Regions from separate parts of the Sus scrofa genome. Here regions 1, 3 and 4 are each linked to region 2. A link is a contact called in public Hi-C and HiChIP or PLAC-seq data. All regions are on one chromosome and are shown on one strand. The core of a region is the stretch at or near the end of the contact, and the rest is flanking DNA. Distances in the headings are between cores, read along the strand shown. Region 1 has its middle 220 kb from the start of ZPLD1. Region 2 has its middle 21 kb from the start of NFKBIZ. Region 3 has its middle 260 kb from the start of ZPLD1. Region 4 has its middle 290 kb from the start of ZPLD1.

Region 1 (6,486 bases), core at 2,798-5,297, 380 kb after region 2:
GGGTCTTTTCAAATTATCTATTTATTCTTGATTCAATTTTCGTGGGCTGTATGTCTCTACAAATTTGTTCATTTCTTCTAGATTGTCAAATGTGTTGGCATATAATTGTTTGTAGTGTTCTCTCTCTCTCTCTCTCTTTTTTTGTATTTCTGCAGTATCCAGTGTGATTTCTCCTTTTTCATTACTTATTTTATTTATTTGGATTCTCTCTCTCTCCTTATTGGTGAGTCTGGCCAGATGCGTGTCATTTTTGTTTACCCTTTCAAATAACCAGCTCTTGGTTTTATTGATTTTTTTCCTATTGTCTTTTGAATATCCATTCTATTGATTTCCTTTCTAATCTTTATGATTTCCTTCCTTCTGCTGACTTTAGGTTTTGTTTGTTCTTCTTTTTTCTAATTCATTTATGTGGGGTTAACTTGTTGATTTGAGATTTTTCTTCTTTTTTGAGGAAGGCCTGTATAACTATGAACTTCCCTCTAAGAACTGATTTTGCAGCATCTCATAGATTTTGACTGGTTGTGTTTTCACTGTCATTTGTCTTGAGGTATTATTTAATTTCACTTTTGATTTCCTTATCGACGCATTAGTTTTTTAGTAGCATGTTGTTTGGTCTCCATGTAGTCAGTTTTTTCTCATTTCTTTTCCTGTGGTTGATTTCTAGTTTCATGCCATTGTGGTCAGAGAAGATGCTTGAAATAACCTCTATACTCTTAAATTTGCTGAGGTTTATTTTGTGTCCCAGTATGTGGTCAGTCCTTGACAATATTCCATGTGCACTTGAAAAGAATGTATATTCTGACTTTTCTGGATGTAATGTCCTGAAAATGTCTGTTAAGTCTAATTTTTGTATTGTGTTATTTAGGGTTTCTGTTGCCTTTTTTTTTTTTTGTCTTTTTAGGGCCACACTCACAGCATATGGAGGTTCCCAGCCTAGGGGCCTAATCAGAGCTGTAGCCACCAGCCTATGCCACAGCCACAGCAATGCCAGATCCAAGCCAAATCTGCAACCCACACCACAGCTCCTGGCAATGCTGGATCCTTAACCCACTGAGCAAGGCCAGGGATTGAACCTGCAACCTCATAGTTCCTAGTCAGATTCGTTTCCTGTGACATGATGGGAACTCCTCTGTTGCATTATTGATTTTCTGTCTAGAGGGTCTGTCCATTGACATGAGTGGGGTGATAATATTTCCTGCTATTATTGTATTCCCATCAATTTCTCCTTTTATATCTGTTAGTATTTGTTGTATGTATCTGGGTGCTCCTATATTAGGGGCAAATATATTGACAAGTGTAATATCCTCTTCTTGAATTGACCCTTTTATCATTAAGTAGTGTCCTTTGTCTTTCTTTTTTTAATTTTTAATTTTTTATTATAATTTATTTTTTTCCCACTGTACAGCAAGGGGATCAAGTTATCCTTACATGTATACATTTTTCCCCTCATCCTTTGTTCTGTTGCAATATGAGTATCTATACATAGTTCTCAATGCTACTCAGCAGGATCTCCTTGTAAATCTATTCTAAGTTGTGTCTGATAAGCCCAAGCTCCCTGTCACTCCCACTCCCTCCCTCTCCCATCAGGCAGCCACGAGTCTATTTTCCAAGTCCATGATTTTCTTTTCTGTGGAGATGTTCATTTGTGCTGGCCTTTGTTTTAAAGTCTATTTTGTCTGATATGAGTATTGCAACTCCTGCTTTCCTGTCATTTCCATTCCCATGAAATATTTTTCTATCCCCTCAGTTTCAATTTATATGTGTTCTTTGCCCTAAGGTGTGTCTCTTGTAGAGAGCATATTGTAGGCTCTTTTTTTTTTAATCCAGTCTTCCACTCTATGTCTTTTGATTGGAGCATTCAGTCCATTGACATTTAAGGTAATTGTTGATAAATATGTATTTATTGCCATTTTAAACTTTGTTTTTCATTTGATTCTGTTTCTCCTTTGTTTATTTCTTTTTTCACGTGGATGATTTCCTTTTATTTTATGTTTGTGGCCTCTTCTTTTCAGTTCTTGTGAATGTATTTTTTTGGTTTTGATTTGCGGTTGTCCTGTTCTTATGGTGGTTTTAATTGAATTTCTATGATGATTAGAGATGTTGAATAATTTTTCATGGGGCTGTTGACTACCATCTGTGTATCTTTTTTGGAAAATTGTCTTTTAGGTCTTCTGCCCATTTTTAAATTGATTTCTTTGTTGTTTGATATTGAGTTGTATGAGTTTTTTATATATTTTGGATATTATCCCCTTATTGGTCCTCTCATTTGTAAATTTTTTTTACCATTTAGTAGGTTATCTTTTCACGTTGTCAATGGTTCCCTTTGCTGTGCAAAAGATTTTAAGTTTAATTAGGTCCTTTTTGTTTATGGTTTTATTTATTTTGCCTTAGGAGATAGACTGAAAAAGATAATGCTATGATTTATGTCAAAATGTGTTATGCTGATGTTTTCCTTTAGGAGTTCTGTGGTTTCAAGTCTTACGTTTAGGTCTTTAATGCATTTTGAGTTTTTTCTATATAATGTGAGGAGATGTTCTAATCTTGTTCTTTTACATGTAGCTGTCCAATTTTCCCAGCACTTCTACTGTCTTTCTTCCATTATTTTTGCCTACTTTGTCATAGATTAATTAACCATGAGTGCATGGGTTTATTTCTGGACTCTTTATTCTGTACCATTGAGCTAAGTGTCTGTTTTTGTGCCATTGCCATGCTATTTTGATGACTATTGCTTTGTAGTATAGTCTGATATCAGGGAGTGTGATACCTCCAGCTTTGTTCTTTTTTCACAAGATTGCTTTAGCAACTTTGGGTCTTTTGTGATTCCATGTACATTTTAGGATTCTGTGAAAAATGTTATGGTTATTTTGATATTAAATCTATAGCCTGAGCTTCTAACTACAGTTATTTACCACCTCACTTGTACATATGAGCTGCCCATAAAGGTTGACCCAATGACCGAGTTAGCCTAAACACAGAGGCCCTACTATTCTGTGGAGGCTTTAATTGCTAACTCCAAAGTAGGTGACATGAAGAGAATTCCATTTGAAGAACGAGGACTCTTGTCCAAATGTCTATTTTCTGCTTCCAAGTACTGGGAATAGAGAAGTTAACAAAACATTGTTCCTGAATCAAAATACCTAAACCTCTGACTACTTATCTGTGAGCTGTTCAAATGATAGTTTTGCCTCTTCAGTCTATATTTACCATGAACTCCTGGTCAGTCGCCTTAGGATTAATAAGCCACAATGTACCCCTTTTTGTCTAAACCACAAAAGTGTGTTTATTCCTACCATATGTTAATTATTCATGAATAACACCATCAAAAGACACTAATAGAATGTAAATGTTTGAGTCCTTTAAAGGTTCATTTCCAAATTTTCTGAGTAAGCTGTATGGTTAATAAATAAAATAAAGTCTTAACTCTGCTATCTACTAGATAAACACACATATATATATTTATTAGATAAATATACATATATTAATTTACTATATATGTACATATATTTAATTCTTGAGCATGACATTTTGTTTTTCTATACTTCAGTTTATCATCTGTAAAATGGGAATTAAAATGTTCTACCATACCTATTTGCCAGAGTTTTGTTAAACTCAAAATACATCTGCTAATTTGAATTTTTAAAAAATAAAAACATGAAAAATATCCATTCCCAGAGAAAATAACCTCAACTCTTGATTGTAGATTTTGTTCAATGGAAATGTAGATAGCATGTGCTCAGTGGAACCCAAAGTTTATGATTTAAGGCTTTGTTTAACCTTTACCCGCTCTGTATCAAATCTAGCAATCTAATAAATTACAGTAGATCCGAATGATAATAGAAAAGTCAGTTATATCACTTTATTCAATACCCTGCAGTAATTTTTTTTTGTCCAGAGTAAAATCAAAGTCTTTACAGTGGCCTAAGAGTCCCTGTGACTTTTGTCTTCCCAATTACATAATTGACCTTAGACTCTGCTCCAGCCCCCTTGGCCTCCTAGGAGATTCTCCCTTAAACTCAATCCATTTTTACTTTAAAAACATTTACTTTGCACTGGCTCTTCTGTCTTCCTGGAATTTCCTTCCAAATGAGTGCCTCATCTTCTTAAAGTTCTTGCTCAAATCTCACTTTTACAATGAGGCCTATTAGACAGCTCTAGTTAAAACTGCAATGCCCTCAGCACTCCAGTCACTCCCTTACCATGTTGTTTTTCCTTTTTATTTTTTTCCCCAGGGAACTCCTCACCTCTTAAAAATCTATGTAATTTATTTTTTGTATGTTTATTTTCTGTCCAAATATACATAAGTCCCATGAAGACTTTTTTATCTCCAGTAAAAAGAAATGTTACTGGAACATAGCAATTACTCAATGCTGATGATTAAATGGAAAACATGAAAGTTGGCACATAACACTGGAATAATGTCTAAAAACTCAGAAAAAGGAAGATTTTCAGATATCTTGGGTGCAAAAGAATTTCCTTTCAGGATGAGAAATTTTTACTTCTCAAATATGTGTGGTAGATTAGTGCTATAAATGGTGAAGTTGGAAACGAAGGAACTTGGAGTTTCTGGCATTCATTTGTTCCCAGAACAGTTCCTTATACCTGTGGATCTCAGGCTAGTCCCTCAAAATGAAGCCTGGCAGAGGTGTTAGAAACTTCTACTAGCATTGTGCCTGGGAGCTTGGTAAAAATGAATATTTCTATCCCCTGTGTGGGGCCTATGAATCTGCATTTTAATTTTGCAACCTTGTAATTGTTTTAAGCAAGAGCCACAATTAAAAAGAAAACTGACCTATTTATTTACAAGTCAAGGATATTAGTTTTCATAGGAAGTTCATGTCCAGTCAGGGTTTTAAAGACTTCAAGTTTGCTCTATTTCCACAAAAAGGTGGGATAGGCTTCACTGGGCAGTGAGGGGTATCAAGGGACCACCACTTAACTCTGTTGACCTTAAAAAAAAGCTATTTACCAGAAAAATTATTTATTCAGGAATAGCAGAGAATTGCAATTCAGGACAAGCAAACTATGGTGAACCGTAATCAAGGCATATGCACACTGATTTGTATTGAACGACTGGTCAACAGGGTCCTGCTGTATAACACAGAGAACTCTACCCAATATTCTATGATAATCTATATGGGAAAGTAATCTGAAAGAGAATAGAAGTGTATACATGTATGAATGACTGAATCACTTTGTTGTATAGCAGAAATTATCACAGCATTGTAAATCAACTATACTTCAATAAAACTTTAAAAAATAATAAGAAAAGGAACAGAGGAGAGGGGCTTGCTTTTATAGAGGAAAAGAGGAAGTTGGAAGGAACTGTTTTGAGGAATCCAAGTTGGTAAATGTGTTTAAATGGTGAACTCTTGCTGGGCAAAGTGAATTTCTTCCTTTCTCCTTCTGGGCTCTGATTAATAGTGAGAGCTCCCCCTTTATGACTTTATTTTAAAGATTACCTTTATTTATTTTCATAACTCCCAGTTTCTAGGAGCTGTCTTCAAAACTTTCCAAGACTGATGTATTTCAAGGGCAATTAATTTTCAGGATGAATTCAGTTCTGAGCAATCCATGGCTGATTTTTAGCACACAGTGTCATCTCCCTCTTGCCAAAGAAGTGTCTGAGAAAAACCAGAGAGATTTAGAACAGACAGCCCAGTGACAGGAGTTCTTTCATCCATGAGCAGTATCTCTCTAAAACCTGATTCTGGGCCAGTAAGGCATACTTATTTTCCGAGATTGCCCAGGATTTTTTTTTTTTGGATTCTTGTAGCACTCCTAAAACTTCCATCTTCAAATCCCTGACCTGTGCCAATTTCTCAGTTAACTGGCAAGGTTACCTTAGACATTTTCTGCTCCACACTAATGCTGTACCTCTAATGTCTATTTGGCTTTGTCTTCTTTCCCCATCCTTATCTTAAAGAAAAAGTCCTGTAAGTATTCTTCATCTATAATCTTATCTGCAAATTTTTTTTTCCTTAAAAGGGTCCTAGAAGAAATCACTAATCCAACCTCAAGAGCCATGGAACTTTTTTACTACATGTCTTATATTTCTTTTCTCCTCTTCCCTCCAGTATGTTTCTTCTCACCTGTTTTTACTTCCTTTGCACTTTCTTGGGTAGATGTGTCCCTTTTATTTTCAATATTCTCTCTCAATTCAGACCTCCTTTTCTCTTGAGTACCTTAGGCTCATAGGATGTTGGAAGTGGAAAGTCCTTCAAGATCATTTGCTTTAAGACTCTCATTTTTTAAAGTAAAGATGCTGAAGACCAAACAGGTAACAATATTTGCCCAGGGTCCACAGCAAGGTAAAGGCAGGAATGAGCCCCTCTGATTCTCAGGTCAGTACCCTTCCATGGTGGGCTCTCCTTTTTTCTCTTTCTATAAGGCAGAGCTTATACTTGCCAGCTCAGGGGCCACATCTAACCCACTGCCAACTTTTCCTTGACCTGCATATAAATAAAAAAAATTATTTGTTATTTTTTA
Region 2 (6,335 bases), core at 431-2,930:
ATTTGTAAAAGCCTAATAGTTTAGCTGAATAATGTCATTATTTACATAGGTTGGCTATTTAGATCTATAATAAAATCTTAAAATAGTAGTTTGTATATAATTTTATTAGGTTAAAATATGGATTTTTATTTTGGAATGATGGCATTAACTTCTTAGTGCATCTCCTCATATTCTTGACTCAAATGATTGATTTGATGCTACTTGTGAAAGGGAGAATCCTTAATAAGGCCCTTCTATGCAAATTATATTTTATAGAAGAGAAACTTTAGTAGGTGTAAGTTTGGTTTCTAGTATGGTTCTTTTTTTTTTTTTTTGCCTTTTGTCTTTTTAGGGCCACACTCGTGGCATGTTAAGGTTCCCAGGCTGGGGGTCTAATTGGAGCTACAGCTGCTGGCCTACACCACAGTCGCAGCAACACCAGATCTGAGCCTCATCTATGACCTATACCACAGCTCACAGCAATGCTGGATCCTCAACCCACTGAGTGAGGCCAGGGATCGAACCCTCAACCTCATGGTTCCTGGTGGGATTTGTTTCTGCAGAGCCACGATGGGAATTCCTTTAATATGATTCCTTTTTACCATCTAAACAACCATCATTTTATTAAGTACCAATTGACTGATACTGCCCACCTTTGGGTATTAAGTTTCAGATTGATACATCAGGGTGGTTCACAAGAATGTATATTACAAGTCTTTATATCCATGTATTCCATGCCAGAGTTTTCTCTTTCTGGGCCCTGTTAAAAGAAATAACAATTACCCAGGGAGTACTGGGGGAATAAACACCCAAGGGAAACAACACACCCCCTTCCCCGATCTTTTTCTCTTTGGAAGTGAGATCACAGTTGCAGAGTTCTAGGAGCACCTAGGAATTCTGGAATGAGGGGTGATGGAGGTCACATCTTCAACCTTCACCACAGCTCAGGGCAACACTGGATGGATCCTTAAGCCACCAAACAAGGCCAGGGATCTAACCTGCGTCCTCATGGATGCTAGTTGGGTTCGTTAACTGCTGAGCCACGACAGGAACTCCGTATTTTGCTTTTTAATAGTCTTCAGGAAATGAAGTCAGGCTTCTTTTTTAAAAAAGATGTTCTGGTATCTAGATGCCCATTCCTAGTGGAGAACCATACATTTCCTGACTATAAAACTGGATTATAACACTGCCTAGGGAAGGAGGCAGTACAGAGATTACAGAAGAAAGTGTCCCAAAAGGAAAAGAAGCCACAGTGAAACCAAATGTCGTAGAAGAAATCCTCTCAGTATTGTGCAATGGTTCCTTCTCTGTTTAAAATCACCCCCACTCTACCCCACATGAAAGCAATATGACTTGTATGTTGAAGAACCACTGCTTTATGTGTATATTTGTCCTTTGTCAATGAAGGGCCATGGTAGAGATACTACTTTCTGATTGCCATTTTTGAAAAGCTGCGCTGTAGAAAGCACCCCTTTAGTCCCACCCCCACACATTTTGGGGCCATAGAGAAAACGCGAAAGAAAAAGAGACGGCGTGAATCCATAAACACGAGGCAACTCTAATGCCCGGCAGTGAGTTCATTGAGACCTTTTAAAAAGGCATCCCTAGCAAAAACCTTTTTGTTCATAGACTGGCTTCTGATTCCTCTGCTGGGTTCCAGTCCGGGTCTTGGAGCCAGCCATTGAGGGGAATGTCCGGGACTCCGGTCGGTACCTTTTTGGCCTGGGAATTTCCAGGGTGCAGAAAAAAAAGTCCACGAACCTAGTCCTCTCTGCTCCCTTCACGCCTCCTCCCTCCTCCTCTGTGCCCACGCAGCCCCTTTCGAATGAGAGCTCGACCTTATTCTGTATCTTAGAAAACGGGTCCTTAGCTTCCCCCGCCCTTATCCTCTTTAGAGGGGTGAACAGAAAGCGATCCCTATAAAGGGGGACGTGGAGAGGGGCTGGCTTCTCTTGCCACGAGGGCAGACACTGGGTTCTTAGAGAAAAAGGCTGCTTAACTGCTGCTGCTTATCATGTAACCTCAAAAGGAAACTGATCATTTTTCTCATGCTCTCACGTACTTGGGTTATTATCGCTGATTACAGCTGGAAACAGTTGATTTGCCTTTACGTATCTGTATGATTTGACTCTTCAAACACAAAGGTATATTTTTATTATTTGATATTTAGTATGAAAAAGTTTCGTAAATGTTAAGCTTTTTTTCCTTTCTTTTCACGTATTTAGATGCCTTAATTTGGAGTCACTTTTTGATATTTGGGTGATCATTCTTGTTTGGGGGCAAAATATTAGGGGGCAGTTTTGGGGGGAGGGAAAACTCAGGATGTTTTTATAGTTTGGTAATGGCTATGAATCATGTATGTTTGCTGTGAAGGCCCAGGAAAGACTAAGATGCTGGGGACAGGCTGGGTGATGAAAGTATCCTAAATCTAATGTAAAAACTTACATTTAACCAGGAAAGTAGATCTGTGATACTGCTAGGCAGAAATCTCCCAAGAGGTTCGAGTATGTGTTTAGAGATATACTTTCTTAACAAGGGTAGTCATAGAACTATATCTTTATGGAAAAATATATCCAAGTAGATCAAAATGTTGTACAGCATGTAATTCTTGTATATTACGTCTTAAAATTAAAGACAGTATTAAAAGACCATTTTATGAATGAAGGAAGCCTTGAAATTTGATAACTTGGCTGGACCCCTAGATCTATTACAGTCTGGGATTTTGTGTTAATAAAAGGGCCTTTCTAGGTAGAATGGTTGAGACTCTCTCCATGAGGATTAGTGAACTTGCTGTCATGGGGTGTGGGGGTATCTCAGAGGATGACATTTATTATGTAAGTTTTAAGTACTTGGTAATATGTATCCCCACACTTAATATCAGGCATCTAAAGAAACACATTATCTGGCCAGGTGGAATTTTTTTTTTTCCTTTCTTAGTAGGTTGTTTACACAATAAAAGGAGATAACATTTTCCAAGGCCTATTGACTACCCTCAACAATTCCCACTGGAGGAGGGATCAGCCACACAGATCATCTGAACATGCAGCTACCCTTAAAGTCTTTTTGACTTCAGAATACAATGTATGATCCACACCCATTTCTATTATCAGATGATTTTGCTTTGACTAAAGACACAGGTGGGTAGGGTGCAAGTGCTTTAGAGACAGTCTGGGATGAGTTAGCACCAGAAATTGGTGCACAACAAATGTTAAATGTTTGGCACTTTCCTTCCCAGCATGGAGGTGGTGACCATGCTTGGCACAATTGAGTTGTCCAGCTGTAGACTTTGTCCTGAAGGAAGTCTAAAAGCAAAAGAAGCCCTCTCAGAAGGTGAAGAGCTATAGAGAGCACTATACAGACAGAAGATTTTCTGATTTTTTCTGAGACCCGCAATGAGTTGCTCCTGAGAAAACCATTTCCCTTTGGCTTTCAGCTGACTTTCATCTGGTGGCCTCTTGATTTCCCCCACCAGGTTAACAGGAAGATCAGGAGGCTGACCTCACCTTTTGACTTTCTTGGCCTGATGTTGAACTTCTAATGGTGAGAAAGGTGGACATTCCTAATTCCAGATACTACCTGGCCCTTCCCTGATGTAGTCAAAATGGGCAGTGGGATGTTTTCTAAAATGTCTGTGATTCTTGGATCTATTAGTTGATTTCTAAAATTGCCTCAAGGTTACTATGAATTTTACTTTATAGACATTTTATTGTGATGTCTTGTGAACTAAGATTTTTTTTGGTGGTTTAGCATCTTTTGAACCAATTTGAATTTCCACTATTTTCCATGAGAGGAGGACAGATGAAAACATCTAAGAGGGGAATTCAGGTCTCTGCTGACTGGCAGTTTCAGGGTTATGTAATCTTTAACAGACTCAGCGTCATGCCCCCTACAGTTTTGGTGAAGCCCTGTCATTAAAGCTACCATACATGCTTTCTGATTAAAGCACTTCCTGTTCCTTTAATTTGAGACTGTGAGGTAAAACACTTTCCTTCCAAACCTAGCGGGTGAAAATATTTTACTGCTCTTTCAGGGAGTTAATGGTTAGGGCATTAACATTAAACCCTTGTTTTGGGAGATGACAAGCAAGATCTCATTCAGCCCTCATAATGGCATTGGAGGTAGGCATAATTAGCTTTATAGGTGAGGAAGTTGAGGCTCAGAGGAATTAAGCAATTGGCTAATGGTCCCCCAGATAGTAAGTGGCAGAGCTTGGATCTGAATCTGAGGGGGCTTGTCTCCATAGCTGGTGTCCTGGCCACCAGGCCCCTGGGGTATTAGCAGAGGTACAATGGGGAGAGGTCAACATCTTTCCAGGGCTCTGATTTCCTTCGCTCACACCCAGCTACCATATACTCCCTATTGTGCTTTCACTGGTTGTTGGTTTGGTAACTGATAACCACCATAACCCTTCCTATTTTAAGAAGACCATAGGAAGATCTTTCAGACCCCAAAGAGTGAAGCTATGTGGTGAAATTGATGGGGGAGGGTTGGGCTAGTGTTTGGGGAAGGCAGCCTCTTACTTATTGAGCCATTTTGGGACACAACAGCTAGGATCATAAGGAGGATCCTGCTGCTTGTTCACGTTGCTCCACTTAGGATATTTCTTTCCGTGCTCAAAACTAAGGCTTGGAAGAGCACTCTGGTCACACCTCTGGTGATGGGGCCTCTGCTCCTGTTCCTGGGGAGAGGAGCCAAGGACACCTGGCAAACCCATCCACCTGCTCTCCTCCATCCCTGCCATTGCGGGGTGAGTTGTCCACCTGGACTAACTTCTTTTGAGAGTGTGGCCCCCAGGATAGAAATGCGCAAGTTTTGTTTCTGGTGATTTTTTAAAAAAATTGTATGATTTTCTGTAGTTTACATTTCCTATAGGCTCTGTAGAATAGAACGCATGGAGTAATAAATCTACTTGGATAGTTAAAAAATAAAATCCTCTGATGAATTAAGGAAGAATTTTGATATTTGTCTTTTAAGGCAGTGTTCCTTAAACTTTAATATGAAGAAGAGTTACGTGGAGATCTCACTTAACTACAGATTCTGTTTCAGTGGGTCTGGGGTGGAAATGATTCTGCATTTTTAAAAAACTTCCATGTGATGCTGATCTTGCTGGTACAAGGTCCACACTCTGAGTAGAAAAATTATAAGGCTCCATAAATTCCAGGTAGTAAGAAAAATTATGGAGTTTCCCTCTAAAATCTGCATTTTTTACCATGTAGGAAAATAAAATCTGTCATAGTTCTATTAAGCAATAATGGTAATGCTACATTCTCTATACATGATACCAAATATCTGAATTAAATTTTTCAAAATTCTGTTCACCAGTTGGATGTTGTATCATCTATACAGTGACAATTTTTAGATATTTGGAGACACTGAAAATTTCTCATTTTTTGTTCAGATGTTTAGTAGTGTGCAGATACTTTTAATATTGGTGATGACTTTTTTTTTTTTTTTTTTTTTTTTGTCTTTTTATGGCCACACGTGGGGCATGTGGAAGTTCCCAGGCTAGGGGTCAAATCAGCTGCAGCTGCTGGCCTATGCCATAGCCACAGCAACACCAGATCTGAGCTGCCTCTGCGACCTATACCCCAGCTCATGGCAACGCCGATCCTTAACCCACTGAGCGAGGCCAGGGATCAAACTCGCATCCTCATGGATACTACCTGGGTTCATTGCAGCTGGGCCACAACAAGAACTCCAAGGTAATAGACTTTTGGACACATTTTAGTGTTAGCATGTGTGCATCTCCAGTCCTCTAATTATTTCAACCAAATTTGCTATTTGTCATGGCACACATTTTTTAAAGGGGCTAATATTATAAGTCATGCCTTCTCAGAGAGGGTGATATTGTCCACAAAGGGGCAAAATTGATTCTTGGGGGGAGATATCTCAGATATTACCATGGTTTGTGGTCCTTTAAAGGACCATTGTACATAAACAGATAGATAATGCATCTGTGGTTTTAAACTTTTTTTTTGCCACACCCATGGCCTGTAGAAGTTCCCAGGCCAGCAGTGACAACAATTCTTCAATGACAACACCAGATCTTTAAGCTGCTGTGCCACAAGGGAACTCCCTGTGGTTTTAAATTTTTATCAGAAGATAATCAGGGAAAATATATCTACAAAGATTCCTTAGTGGTTATGATAATGAAAGCAAGGTTGAGACACAGCTGTAAATGCTTTTACACATACTTGTTTAAATGACGCCAAAAAGATTTCCCCCTGTCCTATTGTCTATTTGTGTTTCCTTTGTGTCTGCATCATGGCCATAGACTTTTGGAGCATCTGTTTCCAGAAGAGGGATGATTCCTTTTTTAAATTTTTTTTCATAGTTCTTTATTTTAGGAACATTTT
Region 3 (7,085 bases), core at 3,273-5,772, 350 kb after region 2:
GCTCTTGAGAATGTATTCTCAAATTGACCATGTGGATTCAAACCAGACTTACTTCATAAGGTTTACCAGAAACAAGAAAAAAAACCTACCAAAAGATAACCCAAATCCTGCTCTATCCAGACTACCCATTTACTGGTTAGAATCTATCCTTGACCTCTACCATATGTGAATGTATCTATCCATACTTCTCTGGGCTGTTTCTAAGAATTTCCAGAATAGTTGATATAACTTTGTTGCTGTATCTAATGGATATAGCTTACATTTAGAATTTATAGTTTTAATCTTTACAAACCATAAAATTTTTTTATTTGGAAAAATCCGCATGTAAGCATCTTAAGAATGTGGAGCTATGATCATAGAAGCACAACCAGTTGTTTCTAATGCCCTTGTAGATGCCGTGAGGACCTAAGGTACCCAGAGTTCCATATAGATCTGGCATTGTCAAAAACCAATATTTTAGCTTCTTTGAGGAGTCCTCTGGATATCCTTTGATCATATATTTTAGTTACTTATCACCCTTTTCTTAGTCTACTCCTTTACCTCCAATTGGGAACTTCACTTGAGAAGTCTCTTTTCCCCATAAAACCTAGTATTCCACATAGTGGAAACCTAGAGGATATTTGGAGACAAGATCCCTGACTTGAAGAGTTGGTGCCCAAAATAAAGAGTGGCAGCACTGGGGTAACTCCAATGAAGTTAATGTTTTATTTCCTTTTCCTAAAAGAAAATATTTTATCTACTTAAAATACTAAAAATATAATCTATGAGCATTTTTTCTTATGTAGAATTAGTGAATATAACTGATAGGAAATAAACAAATACAATAAAATCCAAGAAGTAATGGTAGGCCTGTATTATTCTATAATAAATGTTCATATTTAAAAAATATATCCAGGCAACAAAACCTGCAATATTTTTTTGGTATGTGGAAGTTCCTGGGCTAGGGACTGAACCTGCTCCATGGCAGTGACCCAAATTGCTGCAGTGACAATGCTGTGCTACAAAGGAACTCCCAAACCTACAAAATTTAAAGTATTCTATTTTAAACTATGCTTTTATGTATCATGCTCCTTCTTGTTACTACTATGAATTATAACAAGGTAAATCATTGCCTTATGGGTTGGATGTTTGTAACTGCAATTTGCATTTGCTGGTTTTTAGGACTAGTGAAAGTAAATCAGCTCTTGGGAGATTGTACCAAGGAAATGAACAATGTAGGCTAACGTGCTCTAATTTTCCTTTTCAAGAAATAATAAATGGAAAAGGAAACTGAGTTTGTGGCTAAATGTAACATGAATAAACGGGTCTGATATCAATCCTGCATTCCTACTACTCCTGTAATGTCTGCATTGGTGATCCCAATGAACAAAGTGAAATTGAAGGCCATCCAGTTTAGGGGTCAGCAAATAATAATCATAATTAAGTCAGAGTCTCATTATTATTATTGTTGTTATTATCAAAACTGAATTGTGATCATTGGAGTGGAATTGTTTTGATTGGTATCATATCAGGACAGCTAAAATTATCAAGTTCACCCCATCAAGCAGCCATTTGGCAGCTATGATCAGTATTACTCACAGGATAAACTGAATGTTCTTTGAGTAATTCGCTGTGGCCTTTGAGATAACTTAGGGAGTTGGTTTTACTCTAATTGAGGAAAGAAGAAAAAAAGCAATGTATCTACAAATTTACTTCCAGGTTTTACAGAAAGTCAGGGCCAGATCTGAGTAATTTTCCTGGAGTTTACAGGGAGCTTGTGTCTTTGCCATAGTACTGAATGTTCATTAACCCAAAGGCAGCAAGAAGGACATCTCCTTCCTTATCAGTTTCTTAGTTCCTGGATTTGATGTTTTTAGAGCAGGAAGGAAGGAAACAGCTGCCCAGAATCCATAGTCTTAAGGGCTGCTGGAAAAAAAAAACAGATCTCTCTTGTTTCTTTGAATGAAAGGAGATATTTCTTGTTTTGCTGGCATACAATTTTAGTTGCCTTTCTTAAGAATTTTTTTTTAAATTAAAAAAAAATGTTTTTTTTTGTCTTTTTTAGGGCCGTGCCCATGGTATATGGAGGTTTCCTGGCTAGGGGTCTAAATGCAGTTACAGCTGCCAGCCTACACCACAGCCACAGCAACATGGGATCCAAGCCTCGTTTGCGACTTACACACACCACAGCTCACGGCAACGCCAGATCCTTAACCCACTGAGCGAGGCTAGGGATTGAACCTGCAACCTCATAGTTCCTAGTCGTATTCGTTTCCTCTGCGCCATGATTGAGAACTCCCTTAGTTGCCTTTATACTTGTTCACACCAGTGAAAAAAATGTTTTACTAATGTCTCATAGTATATTCGTACCTATGGGTATTTGTGTATGTGTATGTGTTTGTCTGCTTGCATACTTGGGTGTGTTTTCAGATCATAGCCGTCAATATGTTTTTGGAACACTAGTTTCACAAGTTGATTTCTGAACATTGCACTGGTCTTAATGAATTTCCCTTCTTGAAGATTCATAATGCTATTATCATATTAAAGAGACTAGGAAGTCCCAAAGTAAAGAGATATTTGAACTTTGTTTTACCCAGAATTTCTCCAGCTTCACTTGACCAAGAAGTCCTTTTTTGGGGGTAATACTATTAATACCTCAGTTCTGCAAGTACACGTATTTAGGAAATTGTAATGAGATTTTTTTTTCTGAAGGATTTGGATGTATCCAATAGCCTAATGTATAGAGATGTACAGAGGAATGTGAAAATGTAGGCTGATGCCAGTTTTTGTTGGTTTCTTTAAACATTGCTTAGTGATTCCACTTCTTAAAACCTTCATCTGCTGGAGCACTATTGGGCCACCAAACTGTAAAAATCTTTTTATGCAAGTAGCTAACAATAAAGGGGCATACCAATGCTTTAATTTTTTTAAAATTGAAATATTTCTTTTCCTGAAGTAAGTTTTATTAGGCAAATTCTATTTCTGTTAATCAAATCAATACATTTGCTTTATTCAAGTCAACCCTATTCAGCAAATCAATACTATTACTTTATTTTCTTCTACAATTTGTTACTTGGCAAAGTTGGGACCAACAATATACAGCCTTTTTTTTTTTTGAGGAGAGAAACATATGCTCATCCCAGAAAAAAAATAGAAATGAAGAAAAATGTCCCCCAGTTATCTGAGGATTCCAGTCTTTGGTGGTATTTACAAAAGGCAGAAAGCAACATTTAACATGATAATGGCTTTTGGTGCCTTAGACTATTCAGTGAGTAGAAATTTGGGGTTATTTTGGTTAAAGCTAGGGGAAAAGTTCTGAATTTCTTTGATATTTGCCTGATATTAGAAAAAAAAGCATAAAGTTACAGAGTTATTAACTTCTTCAAAACACACTTTTTTTGATTAATGGTTCAGAGCTAAGTTTTAATTAGGGCTGGATATACTGGATAGTTAATTGCTCACCTGGATTGTCACCAAGATATCCTGCCAGGGAATTTATTAACCTATAGACTACTTCTGATCCCCATTTCCCTCCATCTTTCCCTCCCCTCTTTTTTTAGTATGACTTATATTTTTTTCTTTTTATGGCCATACCTATGGCAATGAAAGTTCCCAGGCCAAGGGTCGAACTGGAGCTGCAGTTGCAGGCCTATGCCACAGCCACAGCAACACTGGATCCAAGCTGCATCTGAGACCTATGGTGCAGCTTGCACCAATGGTGGATCCTAACCCACTGAAAGAGGCTGGAGATTGAACCCACATCCTCATAGATCCTGTGTCAGGTTCTTAATCCATTGAGCCACAATGAGAACTCCAGTATGACTGATTTTTTTTTTTTAAATATAACTCATAACTATGACTTCCAAAAATGTCAGACAAACAAGCACCGAGAACTGGTCTACTGGGATTTCTGAAACTTTGATTAAGGACACAATGTACATAACTTTAGTATAGTTGAGGTTAAAACCTCACTTATCTCTTCCAGCTTATGCCTCAGGTGTATAGTTTTCTGACTTAACCGAAGACGTCACACAACAGTAATCTTGAGTAGTGTCCGTTAAATCAAATGGCACAGACTGGTGATCTAGATAATTAAAATTCCCTTTTTTCCCCTTACTTGTAATTTCAGGCAAACATCTAGTTTGGAGATCAGGTATATGATGATAATTATTGCCTTAGAACTCTAGAGTAGGAGTAGTTTAACACACAAAAATGTAGAGAATAGTATAATAAGCTTCTTTAAACTGATCAGTCAACTAATTATCAACATTTTCCCAGTCTTGTTTTTCTCCATTCCTCCTCTTTCTCTTCAGTTTTTCAAAGAAAATCCCAGAAATTATGTCATTTTGCAACATGCATCTCTAACCAATAAAGCTTTTATATTTCACAATAAGCATGCCATTACTCAATCTGATGAAATTGAAAATAATTCCTTAATATCACATAATACTGAGCCCATATAAATATAATCTATCATCCTCCCATTTTTTTACCCTGACCTAGTTCTCGGTCATCTCTAACCTCTGTAGGACTCTCATGTCTAGGAATGGGTCGATCAGTAAAGGGGACAAGCAGAAAGCATTTCTGCTCTTTTTTCATGCCCAAAGTACCAACTTAAATCCATCATTTCCAACTTTCCCTAATTCTGATTTCAGCCCCTACTTGGGGAAGTGTTTCAATATCCAAGAAATGCAAGCAAGGCCAAGCTATTTTTATGATAAGCCAGAGATGCTATTCTAGAATTTATTCTGCCTAGAGTCTTCTTCCTAAACCTTTTAGGAGGTACATGAACAGGAAGTGGATTTAGCTGTTAGTTAAAAAGCAGGATTTCCTCATAGGGAGTAAAATCTTTTCTTTTCATTAAGATGATATGTCTGTTTACATTTTCAAGTAATTCATAGTATTCTTAGTTGTAGTGGGTCACTAGTTCATGCCTTCAGTAAACTTTTATTTAGTGCCAATTGTAGATAAGGTGTTGTGCTAGTAAGGAAAATACAGGATACAAAATAAAAACCACTGTGCAGAAAATAAAATACAGTGGGGTTTAGAAGCAAACTGTTTTTTTACTGGGTGGTTGACAGCCAAAAAGAGCATTTTACTAGAATCTTAAAAGAATTCTAGAATTTGAACAATTGGAAAGGTCATTTTGGGTGGAGGAAAGACAGAGCAAAGGCACAAAGGTAAGGTAAGCAAAACATGTGAAGCAAATAATGAGACTAGTCTGGTGAATATGACACTCGTCAGGCCAAACATCATGAAATATATATCGTGACTAGCCATGCAGCTAGGTGTAGCTATTACGTAACCACCCAGTAAGCAGAGATTCCAGTAACTGCTATCAGTCACTGCTGCCAGGAACTACTAATCAGACAGCATATTTAGAATGTCAAGACGATGATTGTTAATATGTGACCAACCAAGAAAACTGGTGCCTGGTGGAGGCATCTGATCCCATGTGATATAATAATTAATCCAATTGGATAATATTTTACCTCCAAATCCAACCCAGTGCTTGGGTCAATAGGGAAACACTTTTCAGTTTGAAAAGAATTTTTTGGTAACATCAGGAGGCTTGAGAAGAACAGGGTACATTAAATGAAACTTTTTTGCTGTGGGGTTTGATCTTTCTTGAATCTTTCATGTGCCAGCTAGTATGATTTTGTGCTTTCTCATATGCTTTCTTTCTAAACTCAAAACACTAAAACTATGTCATTAATATAGAAATATAAAAATATTCTTGACCCCAATCCCTAGCTTATAACTGATGTATCTTTCAACTGGAGGATGGATTCAACTGATGGTAATATTGCTGATTTCGTTTTGCTCTGCTGCATTCAGCTCTGAGCTAAAATGTCCTGAATCAGAGAGTGACTCCATAACAGACTAGTCTAATGTACTAGTCCTGGCCATGTCCATGTGCATATGGGACCTAAGAAAAAAGATTTTCCTTTATTCCTCAACATTAGCTAGGAATGCATTTTCAGCTAACATTTGTCATGTATTTATTATGTACAAAGCATCGTGTCATAAGCATTGTCATAAGCATTATCTGATTTAATCTTCACAACAACTCTGTGACAAGAGGATAATGTACTTACCTCCATTTCAGGGATGAGGAAACTGGAGCTTAGAGAGGATTAGTAATATATACCAGGTCATTAGTAATTAATACCCCTTAGCTATTAGGGGCAGGGCTGGTTTTTGGGTCCTGCTGGTCTGTTAAGTGATGGAGGCCCGTGTGTTGTGATGGGAAGCAGGTGAGAAGAGGCCGTCGGCTTTTCTCTGCTCCTCTGTCTCTTCAATTTCTACTCTGCTTTTCTTCCTGTCACTTTCATAAAATCCAAACTCTTCTATTTCCCTGTTCCTTGTCTATGATTCTTTTTAAAAATGTATATATGATTTCCTATTGCACTCACTGATTTCCTTCAAAGTAACAGGACTTATATGTTAGGAAATTACAAAGAACTAATAAGTGAATCAATAAATGAATGAAAACAAAACAATGAATGCTGGAGCACAGTTGCTTTGAGGGCACAAAGAAGGAAAAATATCAAAATTCGAGGCCTGGGAGATGATGCTTTAGTTGTCTTGAGGGAAGAGAAATTTGACAGGTGAAGAAGTAGGAGGAGTTTTCCAGGCAGACACACTAGTGTTTGTATAGTCACTAAGTCAAGGCAGTAGCCAGATACAGCTGAGATCTGCTGGTCATTTGGGATGGCTGGAATGAATGCAGAGCATTTCCTGGGAGTATTGAGAGATGAAGCCAGAGAGAAAGGCAGGGGCCAACCCATGAAGTGCTTGAGTGCTAAATTAAGGAGTTTGAATATTAGCCTGAAGGTTACAGGAACTCGTTGGAAGGATTTAAGTCATGGAAATGCAAACTTTTATATTTTAAAAATAGCATACCAGTAATCATCGCTTGCATAGCCAATTTTTGTGCTTCGACAAGGAGGCCCTAAATTTGCACCAGAGTTGTATACTCCCTGCCTTGAGACTTCAAAGTTTTCATCGTCCTGTGATCATCCCTGATGGAAGAGCTGAGTCTTCCATCCTGCTTCTTGATCTCAGAAGTCTTGCTCAGCTGGGTGCAAGGCAGCTTCATAAGT
Region 4 (6,829 bases), core at 1,003-3,502, 320 kb after region 2:
AGTTCAACTTTTTTAGATTCTACTTATAAGTGATTTAATACAGTATTTATCTTTCTCTGTCTCATTTATTTCACTTGGAATAATACCTTCAAGATCCACCTATTTTGTTACAAATGGCAAGATATTTGGCTTATGTAATTAAATAATGTATAAATACATGCAGTGTATAAAACATAAATATATATATAATATTTTCTTTAGTCATTCACCTGTCATTGGATAATTTTGTTCCTGTGTCTTAACTATTGTGCATAATGCTTCAGTGAACATGGGAGTGCAGATATCTTTTCCATATATTATTTTAATTTCCTTTGGCTATATATCCAGAAGTGGGATTACTGGGTCACATGGCAGTTCTATATTTAATTTTTTGAGGAACCTCATACTGCTTTCCATAGTGATTGCAACAATTTGCATTCCCACTAACAGTGCATGAGGTTTCCCTTTTCCCCACATCCTCCCCAAAACTTGTCATCATCTTTTTGATAATAGTCATTCTAACAGGTGTGAAACAATATCTCACAAAATGCTTTAATAAGGAAGCATTGTCTTTTCTCCATCATTTGTTTATTTGTTCAATAATTTATTTATATTGGGAGGGATTCATGGCTATTTATTTTGTTATTAGGTTATAATCCTATATTACCTTTAGTTGATTTATTGATAATTTCTTTCCATCTTTGGCTATTTGGGTACTCTTTCAGGCTCCAATGCCATCTTTTTTTTTAGTTTATGAGAATATTTTATTAATATCCATCTCCTCCAGTGGTCTGTCATCTCTGTGAGGGCCCGGCCTGGCTGCTGTGTCACCAATGCCAAGCATTGGACAGGCACAAAACAGAAGTTAGTGAACATGTGGTAATTAACAAAATACAAATAAGTGCAGAACCAGGGCAAAAAACTAGGGGTCCACTGTCCTGTTACAGCTTCACCTTCAGTAGGCCAGATGCGAAAGATCCCTTTCTTGGGACCCACATTCTCAGTGAAATCGCCAACAAACCCACTCCCAGCTTAGGTGGGGAGAAAAGAAGAACTGACCATATCAGTAAATGTTTTGAGTGTTAATGAATCTGCCCTAGAGTGCCCGTCCCCAACTCTCCAGCCTGGGGGCTCAGATCTCAGCTTTATGTTGGGATTAGAGAGTGGGGAGGGAAATAAATGTGAATGGGATGTTCTCTGGTGGCCTAGCAGGTTAAGGACCTGATGTTGTCACCGTTGTGGCTGGGGTCACTGATGTGGCTCAGGTTCTATCTCTGGCCACGGAACTCTTGCATACTGCAGGCCTGGCCAAAAACAAAACAAAACAAAACAAACAAACAAACAAACAAAAAAACAAACAAAAAGAATAGGACTGAAGGGCTAGGGCTGGAAAGGGAAGATGGAGCAGATGAGAAGGAGCAGAAAGGAGTTAAGGCCAGGCCCTGAGCCAAGCGAGAAATCTAAGTCCTTTTAGTATCAGGGAATGACACAGGGAACAAACAAAATTCATGTGGTCTTTATCCACAAAGTGATGTCATACTGCACTCAGTGTTCGCTGGGCAAGTCTGAATTGGGCCCCGAGTTCCTGTTGGGGACCACTCTTGGACTGAAGAGGCTGAAGTCCATCTCATACCTGGAGCTTGGGCAGAAGGTAGTATCTTGGCCTGAAGGGTGGGGAGGACACCTGAGTTGGGTCTGGAGGAATTGCCACCTCGGGCCTGGAGATCTCACTACCATCTTTACATGTTTGCAGACTTTATTTCTGAGCACTTCCTAATGGTCTAGCACCACAAGATGTTTGATGCTCTTCTTGTATTTTTCCTGTCCCAGTCCTTGTATCAACCAGGTCTCCGGGGAGTGCTCACAACTTTTCAACATGTTCTTGTCATTCTGCTTCACCAAGTAGTTTTTCATTGTTGGTTGGCCCTGAGTAGAAAATAAAAGAATGACAGATTAAGGGTTTTCTTTGGTGCTTCCTCAAACTTTTGAGAGAGAAAAAATTTCAGTTAGGCATATATTGAATTTGCAAATGTTTGTAAGAACCCTCTCCATATCGGTGCTGGGCTAGGTATGACGATGTGCCCCTCTCTGAGGGAGTGTTCCCTAGACAGTGTGTTCTGTATTTTGATGCTGCACACTGGTAAAAGAGCTCTTTAAATAAACCAAGTTTTGCTTTGTCATGCATTATGGACTCCATTAACCTAAAATGTCCCTTGACTCCCAGTGTGTTGGGCTGTACTCAGGGGGTGCCTCATGCCTGCTCACAAACAAGGCCAGTGAGTCATTTCAGCCATTCTGAGGAAGCCTCTGTTCCTTGTCCTGTTGCTCCAACTCCCTTCCTTTGTTGTGAGTCAATGAAAAAGTTTTCCCCTTTAAATAACTTTTGGTTAGTGACATAATTCCCTAATTATGTCTGGTTACATTTCTGGAGATGTAAGCATTAAAGAGGAGAAATAATGAGAATCAGGAAAAAAAAAAAAGGAAAGGGTAAGAAAGTAAATGATGTAACTTCTGGATATCCTGAAATTTAAACATGTTTTCTTGAATTTTTTTTTCTCAGCACAAATGAAAAATAAATTATGCCTATTGACTGAGCCAGACCAGAGTCAGAGAGCGAGGGCATCCATTGATGCTGTCTACACAGGCCAGCATTCCTGGTCACAAAGCAGGCTGAAGAGAAGATCTTTAGAGGGAAAGAGCAAACGTCCAGCATATTATAGGATAGGGTCTCAGAAGAAGGAAATGGGAGGGTGATAGATTTCTACATTATGCAGCCTGAAAATTCAAGAATTAAATTTTTGGTCATTAATTTCATATTTACACCATACTTAGTAATGGAGTTCTGTTGTGGCTCAGCAGGTTAAGAACAAGACATGGTGTCCACAGGATTGCAGGTTTTAATCCCTGGCCTCGCTCAGTGGGTTAAGGATCCAGTGTTGCTGTGAGCTGCAGCGTAGGTTGCAGATGTGGCTTGGATCCGGTGTTGCTGTGGCTGTGGTGTAGGCCTGTAGCTGCAGCCCTAATTCGACTACTAGCCCAGGAACTTCCATATGCTGCAACTGTGGCTCTAAAAATTAACACAAGAAAACAAAAAACAAAAAACAAAAACATAGTATCTGAGGCCCTTTTCGTTGGCTCTTTAAGCACAGGCAGTAATCCCACTACCCGATTCACATTTTCACACAGAAGCTTTAATACTTCAATATATTTTCTACTGGCTTAATATTTTAATGTATACCCTCTTTATTTCTAATTTACTGAAGTGATAGGGAATGAGGAACATGTTGTAAGACAAAACAGGGATGTAGTCAGCAAAGTCCAGAAGGTGGAAACTCTGGGGGTCAAGGACTTAGAAATAAGCAGGGGTGAGGGGAAGGATGGAATTCCATATTGTATAGATCAGAGTTTCTCAACTTTGTCACTATTGACACTGTGGGCTATGTAATTTTTTATTTTGGGGTAGGCATTCTTAGCAGCAGTCCTAGTCATTAGAATTCTGAGCCCTTGCCCTTGTGATCATCGATATGTTTCCAGACATTGCCAGCTATTCCCTAGGAGCAAAGCTGCCTACAATTGAGAACCACTGTCATAGATTAAAAAAAAGGAACCTACAGGTTTTTTTTTTTGGGGGGGAAGAAATATGCTAGGGTTTGGGATGGAAATGTAAAACTGGGTTGTGATGATGGTTGTACCACTATAAATATAGTTAAATTCATTGAGTTAAAAAAAGAAGACCTAAATGACACATAAAAATGCATCTTGATTTATATAAACCAAGCATAAAAAATAATTATGAGGGAATTGGAAAAATATCATCGGTACCTGGATATTTGCTAATATTTAGGAATGTTAAATTTGAATTTGTGATAACAGTATTGTGATTATATTTTTAAGGGGACTTTTTAAAAGTGATGTACATTGAGTGATATATATTGAGATATTTATAATTAAAGTGATATATCTTGCATTTATTTAAAAAATATGGTTGAGGTGGGAGGGTGAAAAAAATGGGTCAATGTATAGATGAAATGGGATTTGCCATATCATGGGTCCATGAGGGGGGTCCATCATGCTATGCTTTAATTTTCTGTATGTGCTTGACATTTTCCATAATGAAATGCTTTTAGAATGCTGATAGTATAAAAATGGTATTCAGACATATTCAGGTATCCAGAAGAAATAGCTAAAAGGGGTGAAAGTGGTAGCCTCTGGTGAGGATTATGGTGAGGCCAGGATATTGCTTTATTGTTATAAATCTTTTAGCACTCTCCACTATTAAAGCTATGTGCATCTGATTATTGATGAATAAGAAATAACTTTTAAAAAACCCTAAAATCAAAAAATAAGGAAAACACTGGAAAGGTGCTATTGATTTTGTTATTTTTCTCATGAATAGTTTTATAAAAATTTCTGTGTGTAGAGATCAAGTTAAATGACATCACAAGGAAACAATCAGCTGAATCCAGAATGTGGAACACTGAATGGCACATGACTTCCTCCTGAGGCAGGTCTGCTTACCCTTTTTCTCTTCTTTTTTTTTTTGAACACTTGAAGAGAAATGAAGCCTTCTTCAGAGTTGGATATTTATTTTTACTTCTTGCAGCTTATAGTCAGCAGATGAAGATTATTCCCCCAGGCAGAGTGGCCAGTTGCTTGCCTCTCTCTGACCCAGTGAATGGACCCATGGGGCAAACTAGAGTCTGTTTGCAGTTTAATGATGTTTTAAGTATCGGAAGGGTGAGAAATCTTTTCTTTCCCTCTTTTAAAAAAAATGTCTTCTGGCCCAAGCTGCATTGCCAATTCAGTTTTTATCAGAGCCCTATTTTGGGGGAGAAGGGAACATTTGCCAAGCTATTATGAAGAACTTATATATTATCTCTTATTTTGCTATTAATTATAGTTTGTGTGCTGCCTTGGCAGGGAGCCCAAAATGGACAAAGCTTATGATACCAAAACCCCACCCTGAGCGCTAATCACTTTCATGATTACAAGCAAAATAAATGTCTTTTGACCTACTATTTCTATTCCTTGTCAGATGCATAATGCTTCCTCTTTTGTGGTGACACTTAGGGATAGTCTATCACTCCTAGGAGGCAACACACCATAGTGACTCAAGGCCATTGTAGATGCAGGCCAACAGGATAGTGTACTTTGAAATGTGCTTTGAAGGCTCTTGCATTCTGAAGTCAGTTCACCAAAGTTTACAGGTTACCGTGGTGCTTAAAACCACAACTTTTAAAGTCTACCCTTAGTGTAAATGCAGAGAATCTCCAGAAGCTTTCTGCTAAAGTGCAAATGTGTTACTTTGGAGAAAGAACACATCAACTCTGTGCATCCATACATTGCCTAAGCATGGATAAGTCTGTCAAGTTATTTAAGTTCTAAAGAAGATCCTCAAAGAAGGAATTAAAAAATTGTATTTCCTATGGGGAATCATGAGAGGGTTCAGGGAGACCATGAGAGTAAGGAAAATAGGATGAAAGAAACATGGGCAAATGGTTGGGAAGGCATAGCCTGTGTGGGAAGAATTCTAGTTAGAGAGGGGATTCCACAAGCTCTAAGTGTTGAGAGCAGAATTTTGCATTAGAACTTTCTGCAGTGATGAGAATGTTTATCTGCACTATTCATTATGGTAGTTATTAGTCTTATGTGACAACTGGGCACAGAAGGCTAGTGTCACTGAGGGACTGAATTTTAAATTTTATTTAATTTTAATTAAATAACTTATGTGGCTCATGGTCTTTGTAGTGGATATTGATGTCTAGATGAAGGATATGGGGGATGGAGAAAAAAAATTTCAGAAAGGCAACATTTAGAGAAACTAAAGATACATTTCACTTAATTCACACTTTGTATTATAGTATTACTTTGGTAACAAGTACTTACAAATTACAAGTGATATTATATTTAGCAAATTAACATGTATCATGAAATTTTGTGTAGACTAAATAGATTGACTATAGTTAGCAATATTGATTAGATTTGTTCTTCATGATCTCCTTTTACTCATATGAACACAACCAAATAAAGGAAAGGAAAATGTTGACTCAGAATTGTCAGAAAAGGAATTTTTGGCTTAATATTCAAGAAAGGCTGCAATCCTTTTATCTAACAGGTAATGTTAAACTTTGCTCTTTTTTTCTTTTGAATAATGATTGTTTTTCTTCATTATCAATGCCTAGATCAAGGTGCTCACAAGGGTAACAGTCAAGTTCACTGAACCTCAACTAGGGTGGAGCCAAAGGACATTCTTCCCAGCACCCTCAGAGGTATTGCCGCCTTTGGAACAATCAGTCAAACAACCAAGCCCAACAATCTCTCTTTTAATGTTTGTTGGACGTATTGACATAGAAATAGAATTTTCCTTCCTGGTAGTACTGTGATGCATAATAAAAGATGAAAAATTTTTAGTCAAAGCTGAGCTGTTCAGAAAGTATTTAATTAACTGGCACCAGGAAATTTGCCTAAATCACTTGGTGGCTCTCGGGGACCATGGGTCCTAGGTGAGAATGAAAATAATTTCTTTAAGCATTACATAAGCCAGAACAATCTTTCTGTTGTTTGGGAGAAAACAAGGTCCCCTTTGGAGTCTTTGGAAGGCCCTCCTAATTAATGTGGTGATATCTATCTTGTCATCCTCATGCCACATAGTTACTCCTGAGATAGAATTTTGTCAGCTCTCCATTTCAAGCCAGGTGAAAACCTCCTGCCTCAAGATTTCTAGAGCTCTTACATTCTTGTGGTCACCCATGACTCTGAAATCCTGTTTCCTATGAACTAACTGACTTAGATCACGAACGATCTCCCCAACCTGGAGCTGGTGTTTCTGTTCTGTACTAAGACAAACCAA

Evidence for each region. A called contact is a pair of places that touch in the nucleus more often than the background predicts. HiChIP or PLAC-seq counts read pairs in DNA pulled down with a chosen protein or histone mark.
Region 1: a Hi-C map of retroperitoneal adipose tissue shows a contact between it and region 2, with 2.3 times the contacts expected there. The contact joins two enhancer-like sites. A contact is called at or near these places in 27 of 47 Hi-C or Micro-C datasets (adipocytes, adipose tissue, alveolar macrophages and 14 more) and 2 of 2 datasets of contacts at active chromatin or transcription factors (alveolar macrophages and skeletal muscle).
Region 3: a Hi-C map of liver shows a contact between it and region 2, with 2.9 times the contacts expected there. The contact joins two enhancer-like sites. A contact is called at or near these places in 3 of 47 Hi-C or Micro-C datasets (liver, omental adipose tissue and skeletal muscle) and 1 of 2 datasets of contacts at active chromatin or transcription factors (alveolar macrophages).
Region 4: a contact with region 2 is called in an H3K27ac HiChIP or PLAC-seq map of alveolar macrophages. The contact joins two enhancer-like sites. A contact is called at or near these places in 1 of 47 Hi-C or Micro-C datasets (embryonic fibroblasts) and 1 of 2 datasets of contacts at active chromatin or transcription factors (alveolar macrophages).

The regions. Positions count from the first base shown.
Region 1 is chr13:156,907,717-156,914,202 of Sscrofa11.1, reverse strand. No RefSeq gene overlaps it. Among named protein-coding and RNA genes, the nearest start is that of ZPLD1, 220 kb to the right of the region's middle. Within about 2 kb of position 4,047, at least 5 of the 83 cell types and tissues checked have an H3K27ac peak or open chromatin away from gene starts, as enhancers often do. A contact at or near this core is called in mesenteric adipose tissue, omental adipose tissue and retroperitoneal adipose tissue, where this site is marked.
Region 2 is chr13:157,290,201-157,296,535 of Sscrofa11.1, reverse strand. No RefSeq gene overlaps it. Among named protein-coding and RNA genes, the nearest start is that of NFKBIZ, 21 kb to the right of the region's middle. Within about 2 kb of position 1,680, at least 47 of the 83 cell types and tissues checked have an H3K27ac peak or open chromatin away from gene starts, as enhancers often do. A contact at or near this core is called in alveolar macrophages, embryonic fibroblasts, liver and 3 more, where this site is marked.
Region 3 is chr13:156,937,863-156,944,947 of Sscrofa11.1, reverse strand. No RefSeq gene overlaps it. Among named protein-coding and RNA genes, the nearest start is that of ZPLD1, 260 kb to the right of the region's middle. Within about 2 kb of position 4,522, at least 10 of the 83 cell types and tissues checked have an H3K27ac peak or open chromatin away from gene starts, as enhancers often do. A contact at or near this core is called in liver and omental adipose tissue, where this site is marked.
Region 4 is chr13:156,971,029-156,977,857 of Sscrofa11.1, reverse strand. No RefSeq gene overlaps it. Among named protein-coding and RNA genes, the nearest start is that of ZPLD1, 290 kb to the right of the region's middle. Within about 2 kb of position 2,252, at least 12 of the 83 cell types and tissues checked have an H3K27ac peak or open chromatin away from gene starts, as enhancers often do. A contact at or near this core is called in alveolar macrophages and embryonic fibroblasts, where this site is marked.